Regions from separate parts of the Hordeum vulgare genome. Here region 2 is linked to region 1. The links are chromatin contacts, called in public Hi-C maps. All regions are on one chromosome and are shown on one strand. The core of a region is the stretch at or near the end of the contact, and the rest is flanking DNA. Distances in the headings are between cores, read along the strand shown. Region 1 has its middle 160 kb from the start of LOC123449242. Region 2 has its middle 58 kb from the start of LOC123449243.

What was found. A called contact is a pair of places that touch in the nucleus more often than the background predicts.
Region 2: a contact with region 1 is called in a Hi-C map of seedling, with 4 times the contacts expected there. The contact joins two enhancer-like sites. A contact is called at or near these places in 3 of 6 Hi-C or Micro-C datasets (leaf and seedling).

What each region holds. Positions count from the first base shown.
Region 1 is chr4H:520,327,813-520,333,957 of MorexV3_pseudomolecules_assembly, forward strand. No RefSeq gene overlaps it. Among protein-coding and RNA genes, the nearest start is that of LOC123449242, 160 kb to the left of the region's middle. Within about 2 kb of position 3,844, at least 3 of the 3 cell types and tissues checked have open chromatin away from gene starts, as enhancers often do. A contact at or near this core is called in leaf and seedling, where this site is marked.
Region 2 is chr4H:520,564,526-520,570,670 of MorexV3_pseudomolecules_assembly, forward strand. No RefSeq gene overlaps it. Among protein-coding and RNA genes, the nearest start is that of LOC123449243, 58 kb to the left of the region's middle. Within about 2 kb of position 2,491, at least 3 of the 3 cell types and tissues checked have open chromatin away from gene starts, as enhancers often do. A contact at or near this core is called in leaf and seedling, where this site is marked.

The DNA.
Region 1 (6,145 bases), core at 2,594-5,093:
TTGTTGCGGGGCCTAACAAGCCCTCCCTACTTGTATCCAACCCACATGTCGCCTCAAAGTTGAGGCATTAGAGAGGATTGGTCTAACCAAAAAAGTGGACATGCAAGATGAGATCTCGCAGTGACATTTTATTGTGAGCTACCCAAAGCCTTGATGCTAAGGTGGCATGCATGGACGCAACTCCTGGCTCTTAGCAAGTCGACTTGATGGGGCACCACATCTATAATTTTGCGCGGCCAAGGAGTCCAATCGGTGCCATGAATCATGTGTGATGCTTCTTCAACACGGGAGACAGAAAGAAGACCACTAAAACACATAAATGGCCCAACCATCACCACCCGCGGCAACGAGGGGCATGAGGGAAGTGAAGAGGGCGGAAGCTGTTTTTTTTGTATTCATATCACCAAGGGAGGGCCATGGCACCAATATATCCGAAGAATCAAATATTGCATTGATATGTCGTTTGGTGTACTTTAAATATATATCCAACACTGATATCTCCCAACTTTACCAATACTACTTCTAAGAGGAACTACAAAGTAGGCTATAAGACTACTTACATGGCACTTTGGTCTATGTGGTGAAGAGAGACAAGATAAAGAGGAGGAGTGTGATGTCATGCAAGGGTCAGCCTCTACGGGTGCCTCCTTTGCTTTAGAGGGATTTTATAGGAATTCTAAAGGATATGAATTCCTATACCCATTTATGGATGGTTTCGTATTCCCATGTATCCATGTAGAATAGGGATGAATCCGAACATGGAGTATTCGAGCTCAAGCTCAAATGCACCCGCATGAACAGTAAAATCGAAAAAAAATTCAAAAAAAATCGACTTTTTTTGTGAAGAACTTTTGACAAAAGTTAAAAGTTCTTGCAAATTTTCATCATGAGATCACATTCTAGTAAGGCGTGACAACAAAAACAAAATCGATGCGCTAAAAATGCTACTTCTGAAAGCATTTTGAAAGCTAATTTTGTTGTTTTTGCCATGCCTTACACGAATGTGCTCTCGTGATGAAAATTTACAAAAACTTATAATATTTGTCAAAGTTCATCACAAAAAAAAATTGTTTGAAACATTTTTGATTTTACTGGTCATGCAGGTGCATTTGAGCTCGAGCTCAAAAGGGTACTTTCCGACGAATCCTTCACATTTCAAAGAAAACAAACATTAGTCTAGACCTAATGAAAATGTTCCTATCATATAATTTAAATGACATCTCTTTCCCAATAGAAATGGACATACATGTCATCTCGCTTTGTATGATTTTTCAATTGCCATGATATTACTATCCTACGAACCAAAAGGTGACCTAACTGTTATATGAGTAATCTATAAGGATGTCTTTATAGCCAACCTTATAGACAACTATGTTATATGAGTAATTAATAAGGCTAACTCTTCATGACTTGGCCGTTTTATATAACCAGCTATTGGATCTACTATTATCCATGCTCTTAGCTAATTAGCGTTATGTAGAGCGAGCAACTAAAATTATGTCTTGTGTTATCATTGCAAGGATAATTGTAGAGCTTAGTGTTATGCAGAGCGAGCAACTAAAATTTTGTCTTGTGTTATCGTTGCAAGGATAATTGTAGAGCCAGCAACTGTTTTATCACAAATCGTCATAGGTCTTGTGTTATCGTTGTTGTTTTTGTTTATCATCTAAGAGCATTGAATGTTCTTGCCGTGCTTTACAAAAGCTCAAAAATTGTATAATGTCTTCCGGCGATTTGGCTCAGCTAGTGATATTAGCCAAGATGGAACTCACGAAAGGACTGGAATTGATTTTACGTTTCTATTCTCGAACTTTCTGACGAGTGTGAGGTAAAGGGGACGTGCAAAAGTTACAACTTTCTTGCAAAAATCAATGGAAAATCTATGAAGTGAGTCGGAAGCAATTCCATGTTCTCCCCGCACCAACGAATGTCAACTGAGTGAGGTAAGTGATGAGGATGAGAGCAAAAGCAAATGCCGCCAGTCCACTTCCACTCATAACGTGCCATGCATGCATCCCCTTGGGAAAGAAATAAGAGCCAACGTACAAATCATAGATATCAATTACTCCCTCCGTTTCTAAATATAAGTCTTTGTAAAGATTTCACTAATAGACTACATACGGATGTACATAGACATATTTTAGAATGTAGATTCAATCATTTTTGCTTCGTATGTAGACCCTTAGTGAAATCGCTTAAGACTTATATTTAGGAACGGCGGGAGTAGATAAGATCGTCTGAATTGGCTAATAGGCGTGTCATGTCCCTGTTATGCAGATGTGGCAATACAATTTTTTTTTCTGGAGGAACATGTGATGACACTGGAGCAATACGTTGTGCCAACATTTTCACCTTTTTCTTGTAGCTGACTGTGCAGAAAACTTTATGGAAGCGACGAGCAGTGGACATTCATGACTAAATCGCAAGCGGTCCGAAATGAAATCGCTCGTGTGAAAGGTAAAGAAAACGACCACACAGTACGTAAAAGTGATAAAACCAGCCAATTAACTGTTCCTAAATAAGTGGATGTGCGTGCGAGTGAGTAGGACGATGGACCTACTCTTTTTTTGAGGCCAGAACCCTCCAACTACGTCTCTCCTCCCCCCCAAAAGTCGGCCAATAGTGCGTGTGACAATTGGACACAATCATACACGGCAGCACCCTGAAAATCATGGCCATGCACGCACGGGCAAGGCAGCTGCGCGGCCAATGAGGGCGCGTTAGACGCCGGAGAGTGGATCAGACGCACTGCACACGCACAGTGACCCGTTTGCCAAGTTGGGCCGACAGGGAATAATCATTAGTCCATATATGGAGGAAGAAAAGTCGGTGCACCATGACGCGTGCAAGCACCGCTGGATCACACACACAGGCACAGCGCCGTTAGCAAAGAGGAAACTCGCGACTGGTCGACAGCCAGCACCAAGCAGCAGCAAGCAGGGAGGCTTTCTATGGTGCCCAGGCTATCTATCTATGGTTCTAGAGCGTCATCAGAAACTAGTAGTATTATTGTGGAGAGAGGAGGAGAAATGGAGAAAGGTGGTCGTGTCCGGATTTTGGATAGGGACTATGTGGTGATTTGGAGTTGGAGGGCAAGACGAGAAAGTTTGCTGCAGCGAGCAGGCAGCCGGCCAACATCGGTTGTTGGAGGCGGGCCGTTATGTTTGTTAGTCAAGCGCAATCATGCCACGGCCACTCCGTCGACTTGTTTTGTGGTATTCTTATTTTCGTCCAGTGGCAGTGGGTCTCATTTCTTCTCTGTCGTGACAAAGATGGCACGGTCGTCTGGTTCTGAAATGGGGCTTAGCGTCCTTGTTCCGGTGAGATGATCATGATTACGATGGAGTCTTGGCTGTGGTTGGGGCCTAGCGCAATCAGGGCTACTCCATGCATCCATCCATCGCAAATGCTTTTGTGTCCATGTGTGTCCCCTTTAATTCTTCAAATATTAGAGCATCTACAATCACAGTCGGTAATTATGACCCCTCAAACGTCATACAATTTGGCTGTGATTACGATGGGGTCTAAGCCGGATATAAGTGACCCGGTTCTAGATGGGCTTAGAGTGGTTGTTTATATTAGCTGTGTCCTGATTGAATTGTTCCTCTTCAAGAATGCTCCAGGGACGTGATTTCTTTCTAGCCTCATTTTCGTACTCTACCCCCTTTAAATACTTAGTGCTATTGTGTGTGCTATTGTGTGTGTGCTATTGTGTGTTACCGCTGAACAAACGACGAAGAAGTTGATGCAGAGTTGTGAAGCGCAGATGATCCAGCCGTACGTGCAAGCTTGCATGCACCAAATCGTAATCGATAATATCATCATCATCATCCATCCCTTCAAAGGAATCGCGTGCGCCCCCACATCGGGATAGCCAAATCATTCGTGGGTGCCACCCTATCTGCTCCCGTCCCACGTGTCAGCACGCTAACCGGACGAGCCAGCGGCCGACACACATCGCTTGCTCCGTCCGGCAGTTTCTGTTTTCTTCGTTTCCCTTCCTCCCTTTTATCTTCTTCTTTTTTTCTCTTTTTTATTTCTTTTTCCCCTTTCCTTTTCCTTTTGAGAGATCCTTTTCTTTTGGGAATAAAATGAAAATGATGGATCTTGGTTTTCTAGTTGTTGATAGTGATGCTCTCAAAAAGTCTTATACTCCCTCCGTCAGAGTTTAGAAGGCATGCACGTCTATCTAAATCATCAATTTGACTTATATAAAATATATTATTTAACATAAAAGTTACATCATTAGAAAATAGAACATCTAAATTTTTTAATGATATATTTTTTGTTATATATGCTTCTCATTAAGTTGCTCAAATTAACGACCTAGATATATGTGCCGGACTTATAAACTGAGACGGAGGGAGTATTCCCAAATAGTTATAATCCACCTGACTATTTTCCCTAGATATTCAATTTTGCCACATAAATAAGTCATGCATGCAAGTTACTCCCTCCGTTCCTAAATATAAGTCTTTTAAGCGATTTTACTAAAGGACTACATACGGAGCAAAATGAATGAATCTACATTCTAAAGTATGTCTATATACATCCGTATGTAGTCATCTAGTGAAATCTCTAAAAAGACTTATATTATGAAACGAAGGGAGTATAAATTATACTTTCTCAGTTCTTAAATATAAGTTTTTTTAGAAATCTTATTATAGACTATATACGATGTCAAGTGAGTAAATCTATATTTTAAAATATTTCTATATACATTCATATATAGTATATAGTAAAAAAACTCTAAAAGATCTAACATTTAAGAACATAAGGAGTACGTATTTTTTACACTACTATATGCATGCAATGCCGCCACATCAACAATTCATGCATGCTAGTCATAAGTTATTTTCTGCATTGACAATATATGTGTTGGACGATTGCAGCATACTCCCTCCAATCCTCAATAGTCCGCGTATAAAAAAGAGTTCCATTTTTCTCAATATGTTGCGTCTTCACAGCCAATCTTTTCATCTGTGCCCCTGTTTGTTCGGTTTCGTTCCTTTAATTTAGGAGGAAGATGGAAAGCACACATGCATATATAGTGGTTGTTGGTTGGCGACATGCGGAATGCTTGGAGTTACAACTCAGCTAGATATTCATGGAGTAGTGCCCGTGATTCTGGGGTAAAAGTAAAGTTTTTTATCTGGTTGACTCTCCTTGGATTTTTTCACGATTTTGACCCATGAGATGAAAGTATTGCACGAAATGAATTCTGATTGAAACCATTTCACGATCTGACCTTTTTTGAAACGCCAGAGCCCGTGGTGTTGCAGACGCACATAGAAACGCCAGTCTAATGTGGCGTTGCAGACACACTCAAACGACAGTCTAATGTGGCGTTGCAGACCCACTCAAATGCGAGTCTAATGTGGCGTTGCAGGCCACGCGTGAAACGCCATGGTCCATGGCGTTTCAGCAGTACACATGTTGCTGGCAGCATGCCGTGGGCTGGCTGGATGTCGTCGCTGCGTTCCATAGTGGGTCTGCAACGCCAGCACTGTTGGCGTTTCACAATGGGCCTGCAACGCCACATTAGACTGGCGTTGCAAGAAAGAAAAAACGCCACGATAGACTGGCGTGTCACTGTTGGGCAGCAACGCCAGCACTGTTGGTGTTTCACAGTAGGTCTGCAACGCCACTTTAGACTGGCGTTGCAAAAAAGAAAAAACGCCACGGTAGACAGGCGTGTCACTGTAGGGCAGCAACGCCATGGTAGACAGGGGTTGCATAGTGGGGCAGCAACGCCACTGCTTGTGGCGTTTCTAAAAGGGTCAGATCGTGAAATGCTTTCAAATCTGGTTCATTTTGTGTTCATGTTTAGAAAAAAGGTTAAAATAGTGAAAAAATCCACTCTCCTTGGCATGCGGGCCACGACTTAGAGCAGGGACACCAGTAGAGCTAGGTGTCGGCTGTAAGCTCATGTCATGTCACCTATAACCCATCTTATAGCTAACATGTATAATAGTTGATTAGAAGAGTGTACTACTTATTTATTATATGACACACCTTTCATTCTCACAAAATACCTAGGAGCACGTGCTAGAGCTGGCTCTTAACTAAGTGCCCGCTTACCTTCTCTCTCCTCGAACTAAGCAAAAATATACTACTTTATTCCTTATAGCCAGCTGACTCAACT
Region 2 (6,145 bases), core at 1,241-3,740, 240 kb after region 1:
ATCAGAAGGTCTGCACGAGCAATAAAGATTGCCCATGTATTTTTGTACGACGATCCCAAGATGGATTATGTATAATCTCAACGTACGTGGATGATTTAAACATAATCGGTACACCTAAGGATATTGAGGAAGCAACTCCCTACCTGATGTCGGAATTTGACATGAAGGATTTGGGTAAAACCAAGTTCTGTCTACCTGATGTCTGCAACTTGAACATTCCCCTGACGGGATTCTAGTGCACCAGTCGGCCTACGCCTAGAAGGTGTTGGAAAGATTTGAATTTGATAAGGCATATCCTTCTAAGACCCCGATGGCCGGGAGATCTTTACAGCCAGACAAGGACCCGTCTAGGCCTAAGGAATAGGGGGAGAAAACTCTCAGACCAGAGGTCCTTACGTTAGTGCAGTTGGAGCACTCATGTACCTTACAAACTGTACACGACGAGACATTACTTTTGCCGTCAGTTTGCTCGCTAGGTACAGTTCTAAACCTACCAAGAGACATTGGAAAGGTATCAAGTACATCTTCCATTACCCACAAGGGACCAAAGATCTTGGCCTATTTTGTAAAATGAATCAAGACCTATCTCTTATAGGTTACGCCGACGCTGGGTACCCGTCGAACCTGCATGATTGCAAATCACAGACGGATAACTGTCCAAGGGGGAGTGTTGAAAAACTACCGGGTCGATAGGAGCGGCGCGGCCTGACTCGGCCAGCGTCCTCCCTTTGACCGAACGTTTCCCACTTAACGTTAAGTGGACATTTATCCCCCTTACCTCTAGGCTATATAAAGAGAAGAGCACCCCATTGTGCAATACCCTGATCAATGATTAATAAAGAAAGACTCCCCCCTACTTTTCTGTATCAACTTACTTTCTGTATCTGTGCATGATCGATTACGACGCTCGCTCCGCTCGCAACCTTGAACCGGACTCGCGGCAAGAGTTATATCTCCGTGCGGATTGGATTGTCAATTTTCGGGTGCTTTTGTGTGGCTGCTCTGGCAGTTACGTTGTGCGACTACCAGTGGGCCGTCTGGTATCGGGCTACAGCAACCGTCCGAGGTCATCCATGTCATGTACGTGTCCGATTCAATGATGGGTGATGGACCCAGCCCGGAACCGATCTCTGATAGTAACAGCCTGGTGGCCGGTGCCGGTGGGGATGAGGAGTTATTCCAAACCGCGTTTCACCGTGCAAAATAAAACAAGTGGAGAAACTACAGCTGACGTTCTAGTTTGGACTGCTCCAGAACTTTCGACCCGAATGACGTTTCGGAACTAGTATTCTGATGGGAGCTTTCTTTTGCACGCGATTAATTTGATGGGATGGCGGGTGGCAAATCAGAAGAAAACGATCAGAATTCACGACTTTAGTAAAAATATATGTGCGCCGTTACATCGTGAGAGACGTCAAAACTTGTATGCAGTGCCAATGATACGGGCACGTATCCAGTGTCACTCGATGCTTCCAGCCCCTAAAATGTCATTTGCCCTTGGGTTTCTATATGGAGTAGAAATAGAATATGTCATCGCTTGCCAGTCAAAACACGATCGAGGGAGGCATGGGGTTAAAATATACTTAGTGGCAGTATCATGAGTATCCAGGCTAGATAGCCCATCGATCCGTCCTAAAATATGCAGACGGTACACGCGGCATCTCCCGCCCCTCACGGCTCACGCGCGTCCTACCCTTGGACGGAGCAGCTCGCTAGCAAATGCACGGCGCGTCCGGACGGGAAGCCGGCCGGTTTCCCGTGACCGAACGGGACGGAACGGGGTGCAGTAATCTAGTCCGACGAGTTAACGCCGGTCACACGCAGCGCATGCCACCGCGCGCGCTCCCATCTGCATCCCGAGCCGAGAGGGGAGTTCAATGTGGCGCCCCACTAGCCGTGACGCGTCGCCGCGCTCCGCATGGCGCCGAGATCCCTGCCGGCCGGCTTCGGCATTCAAAAACAACCGTCGTTTCGAACCTCTCGACCTTGGCTTTTCCCTGATCATCAGTCAGTCTGCGTGTCCATGCCTTGATCTCTGGCTCTCCGGATCGGAGCTGGCGCCACAGCGTGGCTGCCAGACGCAATTATTGAAAGAATGTTCGTCGTGTCCGGTAGGCTGGCTGGCATCCCTGCAGCGGCAGCGTCTGCTTCCTTGGCCAGTGCTCCCTCCCTGCATGCATGCATGTAGCCGTGCGGCTGCTGTGGATCTGGACGCAACTCATTCATGAAACGGGATCCTCAAATCTCGGTCCTCATCGCGTCAGACTGACACGGCGCGACGCGTACTGAGGAGAGATCTGTTCTTGGATGATATCTTACGGAGCGGTGGTACTAGCTAGCTAGCAGATAATAAGGGGTGGATGGTAAGGGGTGGATGCAACCGGCGAGAGCAGGTACGCCTGCGGCGCGTTGGCGGAGCGAGAGCGAGAGCGAGATGGAGGGACCATCCATGTTGCATCCGGGGCGATGGCGGCAGTACTAGGCTGTCTCCCATCATCATTCGGGGTGGATTTGGTTGTGGATATGGTGGTGCAGCCCACATGACGCGCCGGCCGGGCCGGGCGCCCGTGTAACAAGCAAAAGCAAGACTCCCTGCAGACAATCATTGGCCGCAGCGGGTCATGCGTCTCGCTCTCACCACCTCCCTCAATTAGCCAACTGTGGAGCAGAGCAGGGCAACTACGCTGCAGGTCGACGCTTTCTTTCTTTCTTTATTCCCCTTCTCGTAAAAAGAAGAAGAAAAACCGTCTGCTGCCGCTGCACGGCCATGCTCCGCCCCCTGCAACTGTCCACTCCACACCGAATTATTAGCGTTTGCATGGCAAGCTAAGCTTTGGCGTGGAATCCGTGTCAACAGTGACGAGGCATGGCCCCCGGCGCCGGGCAAAGGATATGGCCCGTATCGTATCGTATGGGCCCGTCCCCATCCCCGTCCCCTGCTGACTATTCGTGCCTATCCTGTACGTACATAACAAGGCATGCATGCGGCGGTCGATTGATTCGCGCCTAGTGCAATCAAATCCCGCTTCCAGGTACGTACACGTACGTGCGTACGTGCCGATCCCGTCGAGCTTGACATGAACGTACCGCACTGTACCGGCCGGTAGGGGCGAAAGATCGCCTCCGAGTGGAGCGAGCTGAACTGGCCCGTCACGTACTGCACTGCACCGTCGGCGTCGGGTCATCGCCGCTGATTTGAGGGCGCAAACGGGCGGTTTGCAGCGGAGGGAGGGAGGGAGATCTGGCCGCGGATCATCGCGTTGCCCCCCTCGGCTGCTTTTTGCCGGCGCATCACATCGGGCGAGATATGGGGGATATATGCGGAGCCCGGCCGGAGCTCGATCGGCCGAATCTGGCTGACGATCGGGTCGACCTGCCGACGGCTTGCTTTTGAAAGGATGGAACAGGTGTTTCCGAAATGCAGGATGCATCAGAGGGACGACAGCGCACGGTGCAACGGGGACGGACGGATCCGGTGCTGGCTGCGGTGTGTGGCATCAACGGGTACCAACGTCTGCAGTACGTCCGTGGCGTCTGGTGGGTCAGCCGCGCGCGCTATGGTTGTGAGTCCGACGTAGCGACGGGTCCGTCCTGTCACGGGCAGATCACTAACGCATACGATCCCGTCTGTTGGCTATCCCGCGGCCATGCACGTGGGATAAGCGACGGCTGATCCATCCTGCTACCGACAGCCAGCCATATGGATCGCAAATTCCCACCGGGAGCGATATTATAGCTAACTTATTACTCCCTCCGTCCAAAAATAAATAGTACATCAACTTTATACTAGATTTGGTATAAAATTGTATTGAGCTTAAGACACTTATTTTAAGACCGAGAAAATATATTTACATATATAAGTCAACAAAATTGTGGGTGCGCACGTACGTACATCCAGAGTACATGGAGACGGCGGCAGCTGTTGGCGACGGACGGCCCTTTGATACACCCGCGGTAAGAAGAAGGTTGCTCATTTTCTCCGTTCGGGCACGGTTCATCGCATTGATGTCGTGTGCCGTGTTAAGCGTGTGTCTGTGTATGACAAATCCGGTCACCAACATTTGGACTTGGCAAACCCGGTTCCCTAAACTTTTAGAACATTGTCGGATGGCACCTCAAAAGTCCTACCGGAGAGCCGAACTTCTCGTATCAACACTTGAAAATTCATACATATCGATCACATAACAAAAAAAACGCATCACCAATTCAATAATGCAGGAAAGAAAAGAAAAAAACATGCCAGATGCCAAAATGAAATTCAACGCTCGTGTCTCGTCAACATGATAAATCATTCGTTGGGTGTCATCCGGACCACGTCGGCTGCTACGACCGTCGCTCTCGCCCACTCGTACTCCCTATGCATGCTGATCTTGTTCCTCCTCGCCTCAAGCAACTTCTCGCCTTCCGAATCCAAGCGGTTTGCATCAAAAAAGATTATCCTTGAATCCTTTGTGTCTCGAGCTAGTTGCAAGATTCACGACGGAGCCCGATCGAGTTGTCTAATGCACACGAGAGCTCCCCCCAGAGCTATATGTTGTTCATACTGATTTGTATTAGGCTTGCCATAAGCCGAAGGATTTGACCAGGCCTAATATTGTGCAAGTTTTTTCCCGCTCGGTTTTCTAATCTGGTTTTAATTATTTATGTTGGTCTCCTTCGGGTTTTCTTTCGGTGAATAGGAAAAGCTTGTGTATCATTTTCTTGACAAGAGGTACAACACGTGACACGAACGCAAAGACGTGAGCATGGCAGCAAGAGCATTTTTCTGGAATTACACGGACCACGTGAGCATGGCACCATGAGCATTTTTCTCGCCTTCCGAACGCAAACACGTTCATTGATCTTGAAAAAAGTTCACAAATTTGAAATTATGTTCTCAGATTTTTTTAAAAAGTTCAGCCATTTTAATAAAATCATATATTTTCAAGAAAATTCACAGATTTTTAAAAAAGTTCATTGATTTAGAAAAAAGTTCATGGGCTAAAACACAGATCTGATCTCTAAATGGGATGGCCCATGCGGAGTGCTGCAGGCGCCGGTTAGCAAATGTTTCCTTTAACTGACGCCTGTGGCGCTAAATAGGATTTTCCGCATGACACACACGCGGTGCTTTAGGCGCTGCCTGGTGCTACAGCATTTACTCGCTTGGTTGTATCGGACGGCCCAATAGTTCAACATGTATCAAAAATGTTCAAGAATACTAAAAAATGTTTAAGATATTATAACAATATATTTTAGACTAAACAATATTCAACATCTTTAAAAAAATATTAACAGGTATTTCGAAATGGCAAACGTATCTAAAATTGTTCATGTATTAAACGTAAATAATCCTAAATATCTTTGCTTTTGGGTCAAACAATTTTAGATTTATTTTTAAAAATATACAAAAAAAATAAATTAAAAAGGCAAAAGGAAAAGAGGATTAGGCAATATGAAAAGGATACATAAAAAGTAGTATTACATAACTAAAAACGAAATGATATAAAAAAGTAAAAAAGTAAATACAAAAAACCTATAAGGTGAAAAAATACACATTAGAAAAGATAAAATAGAAACTTGAAATAAGGAGACAAAAAAAATGAGAAAGTAGAACATTGGAAGAAACCATTAAAATGTTTTTGATGAACTGTGTTCAAGTTGATGACACTATTTTCGAAATCCCCTGAATTTTTTCGGATCAGATGAATCAATTTTCCAAATCCGCCGAACTTTCGTCAAAATCGATGAATTTTTTCGGATAAGCTGAAATTTTTTTGGATCTGACAAAAAATTTCTAATTATGATGACATTTTCTCAAATTTGATGCATTTTTTTCAAAATCTATGAACTTTTTTCAAATTCAACGAACTTATTTCAAATTGGATGAACTATTTCATAAAACTGAGGAATAAAATTCAATTTTGTGAAGTTTTTTTAAAATTGATGAACTTCTTTTCAAATTTTTATGAACACTTTTCAGTTTTTGTGATAATTTTTTTAAATTTTATGAAATTTTATTAAAAATCATTGGATTTTTCATGAATAGGCCGATGCATTGAATAGTTTTTTTTCCGGATTCTGTATCACTTAGTCGTCTTGGCGTAGTGGTTGTTATGCTGAGACTACCACAGTTAACACGTGGGTTTGAATCCCAGCTCACGCG